Linked DNA regions of Anser cygnoides: region 2 is linked to region 1. Evidence: chromatin contacts called from public Hi-C data. All regions are on one chromosome and are shown on one strand. Each heading gives the region's core, a stretch centred on a gene start, on an enhancer-like site or on the middle of the called end of the contact. The rest is flanking DNA. Distances are from core to core; before and after follow the strand shown.

Region 1 (4,214 bases), core at 442-2,941:
GTATTTAACTAACCCCTGTGATCCAAGCATCCAGCGAAGTAAGAGAAATAACATGTGTTTCAGATTAACTGCAGCTATAAAGGAAACATGCCTGCTGGTAGAAATACAACTTAAAGCCACGTGGCTACGACAGCCAGAGTTCAGGACCCAGTCTGTTCAGGCAGAGGTTTTCCTTCAGTGAAAGACAGCTCACCGTTTTCCTTTCCTCCCCAAACCCTTTTCTTCTGGAGGTACTTCTGTCCTGGAGAGAGTGGTGTCACGGTGGACGTCTGAAGTTCTCGCGTATGTTTAGGCAGTGTAAGATAAAAGTGGTACCTCTTTTCCCTGTGCACTCGCATCGTGCTATCCCAGTTGCTGAGTAGATGAGATATTCTGGTGCAGGAAATGCTTATTAAGAGGACTTATTACACTGCAACAAACCATGTTTGGTGGTATGACAGTGGGTATGATGCTGGGATTGCTTGTATCATTGCAGAGCTTTAAAATGAATAGGCACCACGCTGAAACAGAGATGACAAGCCCTGCATGCGTCTAAGCAAAGCTAGGGCATGGCGCTAGGGCTTTTGAGGATGCCTGCACCAAGCGGTGTTCTCGCATGCTGAGCAGAAGAGGTTTGGCCCAGTCTGGTTTGGAGATGGTTTTCCATGGAGCGTAACCTTTTCTCTGAAAAAAAGGTTCAGCACAATCCCTGCTTCCAACTATACTGAGCTCCTGGGAGTATAGGAGCGGAGATTGGTTTTGCAGATTTATATTGTTTTTGCCAGTACTGTCACCAGCTTCATATTTCTCGAACTTTGCCAAAAAGCAATTTCCATTTTAGAAGGACAAAGCCTTTTGCATTTGAATTGGCCTGAACATCTGGATTCTATTTGCATGGCCTTTAGTCCACAGCCAAAAATGCAGAGAGGGAAGAATTTGGTTGGAGAAAAGGTGTTGGATGTTTTCAGGCATGCTATTTCAATCTGTAGCTGCCTTTAAAAAGAAGAGAAGGAGCAACAGCATGCAGCGTGTGATGTTACAGTCAGGAAGGTACAGGAAGAAACGAGAAATGAGCTGAGGAGGAACTTTGCGCCTTGGAGCTGTCTGTTTGCGAAGGCCTGCAGGTGCGAAGTGAAATGTTTTGCTTTCCATCTACAGTGGTACAAGTCTCAAATCGTTTATGAATGCTTCTGATTTTAGGGCTCCTACGAAACAGCACCCACGAGCTCAGACCTCAGGTGATTGCTCCACCCCACAGCACCACTCCTGAGGCATCCTGCGACCACCAGACCTAGAGGAGTTGACTATCGCCAAAATTGTTACCGTTGCAAAGAAAAAGCCTCTTCCCAGCTGCAACACAGGTACTAGAAGGGCAGAAAAGGGGAAAAAAATCCCCCAGTCCCTGAGCACACGTCTGCCCCGGTGGCAAAGAGGTGCCCTGGGATGCTGCTGGCTGCCAACCCTCGCTGAGATTGCTCACCTACCTGGCGGGCGTCGCGCCTTTTCACGCCTGCAGCAGAACCGTTTTTTTCCCCACTCCCCGGCTCCCCAAGAGCTCCCCAGCATCATCCCTGCACCCTTTACACCCCTGGCACTCCCTGGCCGCTGGCTGCCGACACGGGGGCAGCGCAAGCAGCCCGAGCTGCCCCTTACCTCGGGCTCCTCTCGGCCGCCGCTGCCGCAGCTTCCCAGCGGGTGCGAGCCGGGGCCAGTGCGGGCTCAACGCAGCCACATCTGCTTTTTGCTGCCTCCCCAGCCCAGCCTTCGGCAGGCTTCAGGTTACAGCTTCCCAGGGCGCTCTTAAAGTGCTCTGCTCTCATTTTCTCTTGCTGTGATCCTCTGGCTGAGCTGTGCGCGCTTGTGATGAACCTTCGCCTCCAAAGCAAATGTGCGTTCTGCGATAAGGGCAGTCCAGCGGCTAAAACAGGACCGAGCCAAACGCTCAGCCTTCTTCTTCCCTGCCGTGTTTGAGCAAGCCTTTTATCCCCTCAGTTCTGCCCCATGTCACATGAGAGACTTTCTCCCATCTCGGCGGTACCGTTATTACAGCAGTGCAGAGGAGGTACCGTCACTGCAGCAGCGTTTGAAGATTTAATGGAGAGGCTGCTACAGTGGAAGCAGGATCCAGCTGCCGTTTAAAGCAGTTAAGGGGAAGGTACTCAGCAGTGGTTCTGTCCAGTGATAGTTACTAGTTAACAAGTTATTAACATAACTGGCTGGAAGTTTTTTGGCCAAAAAAAAGGAGAAAAAAAAGAATGAAGAGAATGTTGTAGGACCTATAGAACAATAAGTGGTCTGAACAAGGTAAAGGGGCAGAGGTTAGTTGTTATTTTTAATAGTAGAAGCATCATGGGGAATACTCATCAGTATCCACGTATCTGCCTATTTAAAACAACAGTGTGTTTTTCAAAAGTATTAAGTTGTAAAACTTAAAGTAACTAGATATTGCAGAAGATGGAAGATGTGGATTAAAAAAAATAGTGGAAGACAGGTCCACCGAAGGCTGGCGGTGGTCAGATGCAATATCCAGCGGGGCAGCTGAGAGGTGCAACGAGAGAGCAGTTGTTTTTCTTTGTCCCTACTTACACGTTCTTGGTGGTTTTCTGATTTTTTTTTTTCCCCATTCGTTTGTTACTGGGAGAGACAGAATACTGGGCTGAACTGACACGTAGCTGGCCTGAGCCACTCCAGCTGTTTGTCTATTTGGAAATGCTGAAAGTAAACTCTAGCCAATAATATCAGTGCCCACAGTTTAGGTTTTTATTGAGACATCTTTTGGGGCTGCCAGCCATGCTGCGAACAGGTAATGAAGAATTACTCATGCGTGCTTGCGCTGGACTTATACAATCCCTCAGATAAGAGGAAAGGATGGTTTTGGAGAAGCATTGGCAGCTGTTTCTGCAAGCAGGAAAAGCAAATCAGGGAGCCTTGCTTTGTGATTAGTCGGTGCTTCAAAGGTAACCCTATAACATGAAGAGCAACAGCTCAGCTCTCAGCTGTTTCTCAGCTTGTTCTGTGAGAAGTCAAATCTGCAGAAAGATGTTTGTGCATAATAGTTTTCCATCATCCCGTCAGAAATGAGGGTGTTAGCTGTGGAGATCTTGTGATGGTTTTTGTCTCATTTTGGTAAATTTTTTTGTACAAATACAGTATTAAAATGCCCTTTATGGAGGGACTACCGGAGAAGTTTTTTATATCTTGTCTGTATCGTCAAATGAAAGCTCATCTGTTTAAATAAAGGCTTGGGTTTAAACCATTTAAATTGGAGTGGCAGTTGTACAGAATGTTATTATAGGCTAAAGCAAGCTTTATTCCTGCAGGTAGAGCATATCCCTGAAATGGTGTATAATACTCATCTAAAGAGATGCAAGGGATTAGATCAGTTCTGTTAAATCAATGGAAATATTTTACTGTTCATTTGTTTGGGGTTCAAGACAGTATGTTCTCCGAACAGTGCTGTGGAAGTAAGTTCTGATGACGTTCATATGAATTTGCTTTAGTAAGGGAAAAAAAAATACATCTAATATTAAAGTTATTCAGACTTATTTGATATTCTCAGCCAGCGGCGCAGATGAGTTATAGAGCAGACGCCCAGTGCTAGTCGTGTCTTTTCAGAACAGAGCTCAATCAAAATGAAAGCTTAGCAAAGCGAAGTGGAAGTTCCTGAGCGGAGATATTAATATTACTTTGCATTTTACAAACTGCCTCTTCTGCAGAGTCAGTGGAGTGAGAAGAATCTTAAGGTAGGTGTAACTGTTCATTTGTTCGGCAAAGCACAGTCATGGAGCGCTGCTGTACTGACAAATAAGGTGAAATTAATAGTTTGACAAGAATGCCTTGGAGGAGGAGGGATGGCAGAAAGAAGGAAAATAGGAAATAAGAACTAATGCTGTTCAGGAATCTGAGAAAGAGGGGAAAAATCTCTATAGAAGAGGGGAAACTGGAGGGCAGAGGCATGAAAAGGAAGACTTGTGCTTCAAATTTTGCACAGATTGCAGTGCAACTGAGTGGAATTTAGGGAGGTTAGTGCTGAGGTTTTGTTATCCAAAGCAAGACTTACCTAAGGCATGGGATGGTATTTCTGAACGTTAGGAATGAATCTGTATAAATAAATGAGCTAAAATGTTCCTGTGGGCTAGAGCTATGCCCATATAGTAGGGATGGATTCTTGTGGGTTTACTTGTTAGAATTATATGGCCCCATAATTACACCCTCTTTTTGAAGGGTGCGTGTCA
Region 2 (4,427 bases), core at 452-2,951, 290 kb before region 1:
GTACCAGCTTTTCTGCCATAGCAGTACCACAACGCACAGTTCTAACACCAGAAAGCTTCTTACAGTTTACAAGGGGAAAAGCGTGTCCAGACCATTTAAACCTTTGTGTTGTAGCTGCCTACACAGAAACCAGAGCCATTTTCAAATGGGAACTGAACCATGACTGACAAGTTATTCCACTGATTGACAATACCAATGACTTACTGTATGATAACAATGACTCTAGCAAATAAGTATGAACTGGTGGCCTCAGGAAAAACACCTCTATTTCCGGCTTCTTTAGAAGATATATGAGCCACATCTCTTTTAACTTCAGTAGCACTTTTGCCTATGCAAAGTTAAGTAGAAAAAAAAAAAGACTTTTTGTTTGTTTTTCTTCTTAGTAAGCTTTTAAGTGAGAGTTTAAGCTGTTTTATTTGCATAGCAGGGGAATAGGAGGACATGCCTGATCAGTTACCACATTTCACCCCGTGCTAGTGCCACTCTGTTGTTCTGGCTTGCAATCCTCTGGCCGTAGCTCCAGAAAGTCTCTGAAAACACCGAGAAAAAGAGCTGCGAGGAAGAAGGAGCTGCACAAAAAGACAGGTAAGAGCAGATGGAGTGAAGGATGAAGCCTGGGGAAGGAGACCAGAAACTGGGAGAGAGGAGGGATCAGGAGACAGGCGGGCAGGCAGAGAGCAGAGGAAAGAGGAAGGACTTGACATCCAAAGATGTGACAGGAGAGACGATCGGGACTTGCTGTTTAATGATACTCGGGCTGCAATAAGAGACCTGAAGAGCAGAGATTAGATCTGTCTGCATTAAGCGAGTGGGAGTGGAAGAAAAAAGCCAGAGTGAAGAATAATCTGGATGCTGGCACTCTGCCTGCTCTCGGTGTTGTATTTAAATGATCAATGGTTCAGAAATACCTGCCCTACTACTATAGGTTTTTACAGTTAACTTCTTCTGAAGGAATCTTAAGTGATTGCTCTTCCAAAACTTGACATTTTATATTTTAAATCATCGCGTGGAAAGATTATTACAGAAATAATGCTTTTAAAAAAAAAGTGAAGTACATTTTATTATTTCCTTATGTATCAGATTGCCTTGTCCATTTGACTAAGAAAATGTCTCTTCTATCTGGAAACAATGATGAGAAAAAAAAAAAAAACAAACATTAAAAGAGGATGTGGACTGGATAGTTTTAGAAAATCAGAAGTGGGATTAGAATTGAGCTTTAGGAGGTAAATTAGATTCACGGGTATGAGCTTCAGCATAGAAAGTGCTTTGATAAGTCAGGTGGGAAGCAAAAGTTAAAAGGTCGTGTCACTGTGCATGCTTCTAGAATATCCAGTCACAGATGCGTCTGCTCATCCATCGAGGTCCTATTGCTTTTATATCCCCCACTGTCAGTGTCTATGGCGTCTGCTCAGAGCAAGAAGCTCTTCATGCTATAAATGAAGGAAATGCCTCTGAGAAAGAATCTGCATGTTCACTTCAGCTCTGTCACTTAAAAGGAACAGCTCTAAGGAGGGATTTGACTCTCAAATTCAATTTAAAAGGTTCTTACCTTGGTATCAATAGCCAGAGGCAGAGGCAGAAACAAAAGGGGCACTAGCACTATGATCAGGTATTTCCAGCAGGCTAGGGTCATCTGCCAGAAGCCAGCCATGGTGCTGGAGCTGGCCCAGTGCTGAAAGGCCTGAGCTCTGCTCCTGGGGACTATATAAGCCCTGGAGAATATTAAACATTGACCTCTGGCAGCTGGGTGTTGTTTTTGGAACTGTAATCAGAGAAAGAAGGAAGAGAACAAAGAAGGGAGGGGAGAGCAAAAGAGTGTCGGATCGGGAACTTTCTTAAGACAACCTTTCTGATAACCGGTAAATCCAGGAGAGAATTAACTCCTTGTGGGCCAAGCTGTTTTTTAAAAGCATAAATATTAAAGAATATTAAAGTTTTGGTCTTCCATAATGTCTTCTTGGAATAGATACCTTCCATAAAAAGATAAACCATTCCCTCTACAATAGGTTAAAAATACTTTTAAAATATTGTAGAATATTGAAAAGCACTGCCTATGTAACCCTCAGATATGGAGATTAGAAACAGCTAGACAAAATGCCATGTAAACTTCACTGTATCCACTGAGAAATTCTTTGGGCAGCAAAATCCACTAGAGCAGAGCTCCTGTCACCAGATGCCACATCAAGTCCCCTTGCAGAAAGGGACTTGCAGCCCTTACCAGGTGTGAGCAGGGGTTCCTGCGGCTGCACAGGCTGAGGACCAGCCTCATGACAGTTTTCTTCTACTCTGTTTAAAGAGTAACAGAGGAAATGCTAAGGTCGGGTCAGAACTCAGTTCCTGCTACATGACAGCCCGGCAAGTTACATGAAATGCTTAGGGCCAAGAGGGAAACTAATAACGTCTTCTGGCATAGCCTGGTGTGTCTGAATGGATTGGGAAAGGTTTGGCTACAATGCAAAAATTTGCAAACATCAGGCTATACTTTTTTTACCCCTATTATCTCTTATCTGGCATGTTTTTAGGCGCAGCTTTAGTAGCTTGCAGGGTAATTTTTTTAAATTTTATTTTTTAAATGGGTTCCTGGGAAATTACTGGCAATTTTTACACCAGATGCAAGAAACTTCCAAGATACAAGCAGCGGGTTGTTTGATTTTGTAAATACACAGGAACTGAACTGAAGTTTTTAATTCCAAAGGGAGCACCCTGTTAGGGACACTGATGTCTTTATTTGGTAGATCATGCAAGTGCATGCTTCACATAATGATGATAATGTTTCCATTTTGTTGGTATTAATTGTCACAGCTCTGTTTATAGCTTAGTCAAGCAGAGAGAGCGGAGAAGCAAAGACATTAGGTCATCTGATGTCAGCTCCACAAGGAGCTTCTGCTATTCCTCTCTCTCCTCCCTTTTCTGCTGGGGTTAGTTTCTTTTCATTAATGCGCTTATGATTGAAAAACAAGTGGGGTTTCAGTTGCCAGAGCTGCAAACTCACAGCTTTCTTGCCAGCTTGATTCAGGCACATTGCTCGCAAGAAACAGCATCATGTTAAATAACTGCTGATCCTGAGCTTTAGCATTTCACCCTCGGTACAAAAAGAATGAGAAAAATCTTTCAAATGAATTATATTGCCCACATTTTTGCATCCACTTAATGTTGAATTAGTGTTTGAAAAGGTGCAGTGACAAAATCAACCAATGGCAAAGTCATTTTTTTCTATTTTCTGTGATGTCCTAAGGTTGCAATCAACGGCTGAAATGAAGCCTCTCATTTTCACGTCTCTGTAGCATGAAGGCTGGCCTCCAGCTGCAGTGCTGTCTATGGGAGGGATGTAGCTATGCAAAAGGACCTCAGAAGGACCTCAGCTAACAAATTGTGCCTTTTGTTTCCGCTGCCAGTTACGTCCTGTTACTTTCAAAGATGCTACACTGCGCTCACTAAGTCTGTTACTGCAAAATGAAGGGTTTGGCTTCAGGGGAAATTCTTGGAGCTTCACCCGTAGCCATTAACATACCCTCAGTGGTGTGGTAGGAGTGATGCCAGTTTACATTAATTTGGAACCACTCCAGTTTGTGTAAACTGGTTAATCCAACACTCTGAATTGTTGTCTTGGGATTTAAAGAACAACTTGGCCTTTGCTTACAGATCTGCTCTTCGAGGCAGACCAAACCCCTAACAAACCTAACAGCACAGCCAAAGCCTCTTGTATGTTACACTTTTTAAGGTTATTTTGTCCTTTAGGAAAATAAGTATTTTTTAATGTGCTGCAAGCTAATGTGATCGATTCTGCACTGCTAACTATGCCATTTCCCAGGCTCTGCTGTATTTGAACGGTTGATTGGAAACAGGAACAAAACCAGGCTTTAAGTTTAAATCCCTTTAATTATCATTCAGTGACCCAACCGTGTCGGGGGGATGCAGCCCCAAGCCCCTCAGCCCGTGCTGGGCCTCCCACGGAGGGCGAATCCCCTCCTGGGCCAGCCGGAGGAAAACCGGCGGCGGGGTGCGAGGCCCCGGCGGCTCCCCCGGGCCTCACCGAGCCCCGAGCCCCTCACGGGGCCGGCCCCCGGCCGCGACGGGGCTGTGGGCGGCCGCGGGGCGGAGCCGGGACGGGGACCGGGACTGGGACCGGAGCGGGGGCCGGGATCGGGATCGGGGCTAGGAGCAAGACCGGGGCCGGACGGTGCCACTGCTCCGCCCGCCGCCGCCATGGCCGCCCCGCCTCAGCCCCCCGTCATGGCGGCCCCACAGCCGCCGCCGCCGCCCGCCCGCCGCTGCCGCCCGTCCGCCGAGCCGCTCCTCTTCCTCGCCACGCTGTCCCTCGGCCTGCAGGGCCCGCTGGCCACCCAGTACCTCTGGGACCGCCTGGGCGCCGAGCGCGGCTACAGCGGCCCCAACGGCAGCAGCCCCGCGGGCTGCGGGAACGGCAG

What was found. Hi-C and Micro-C count contacts between places; a contact is called where the count stands out from the background.
Region 2: a Hi-C map of liver shows a contact between it and region 1, with 3 times the contacts expected there. The contact joins the promoter of SLC13A2 here to the promoter of SERPINF1 in region 1. A contact is called at or near these places in 2 of 7 Hi-C or Micro-C datasets (both in liver).

What each region holds. Positions count from the first base shown.
Region 1 is chr18:7,503,173-7,507,386 of Taihu_goose_T2T_genome, reverse strand. It overlaps SERPINF1 (serpin family F member 1), which reads right to left and starts at 1,691. Exons shown (of 8, transcript XM_013189919.3): 1 at 1,633-1,691. It overlaps SMYD4 (SET and MYND domain containing 4), which reads left to right. Exons shown (of 11, transcript XR_010825751.1): 11 at 1,180-1,633.
Region 2 is chr18:7,790,102-7,794,528 of Taihu_goose_T2T_genome, reverse strand. SLC13A2 (solute carrier family 13 member 2) reads right to left here and starts at 1,701. Exons shown (of 12, transcript XM_013201346.3): 1 at 1,550-1,701. The coding sequence starts at 1,651. It overlaps SLC46A1 (solute carrier family 46 member 1), which reads left to right and starts at 3,985. Exons shown (of 5, transcript XM_048067945.2): 1 at 3,985-4,427. The coding sequence starts at 4,207.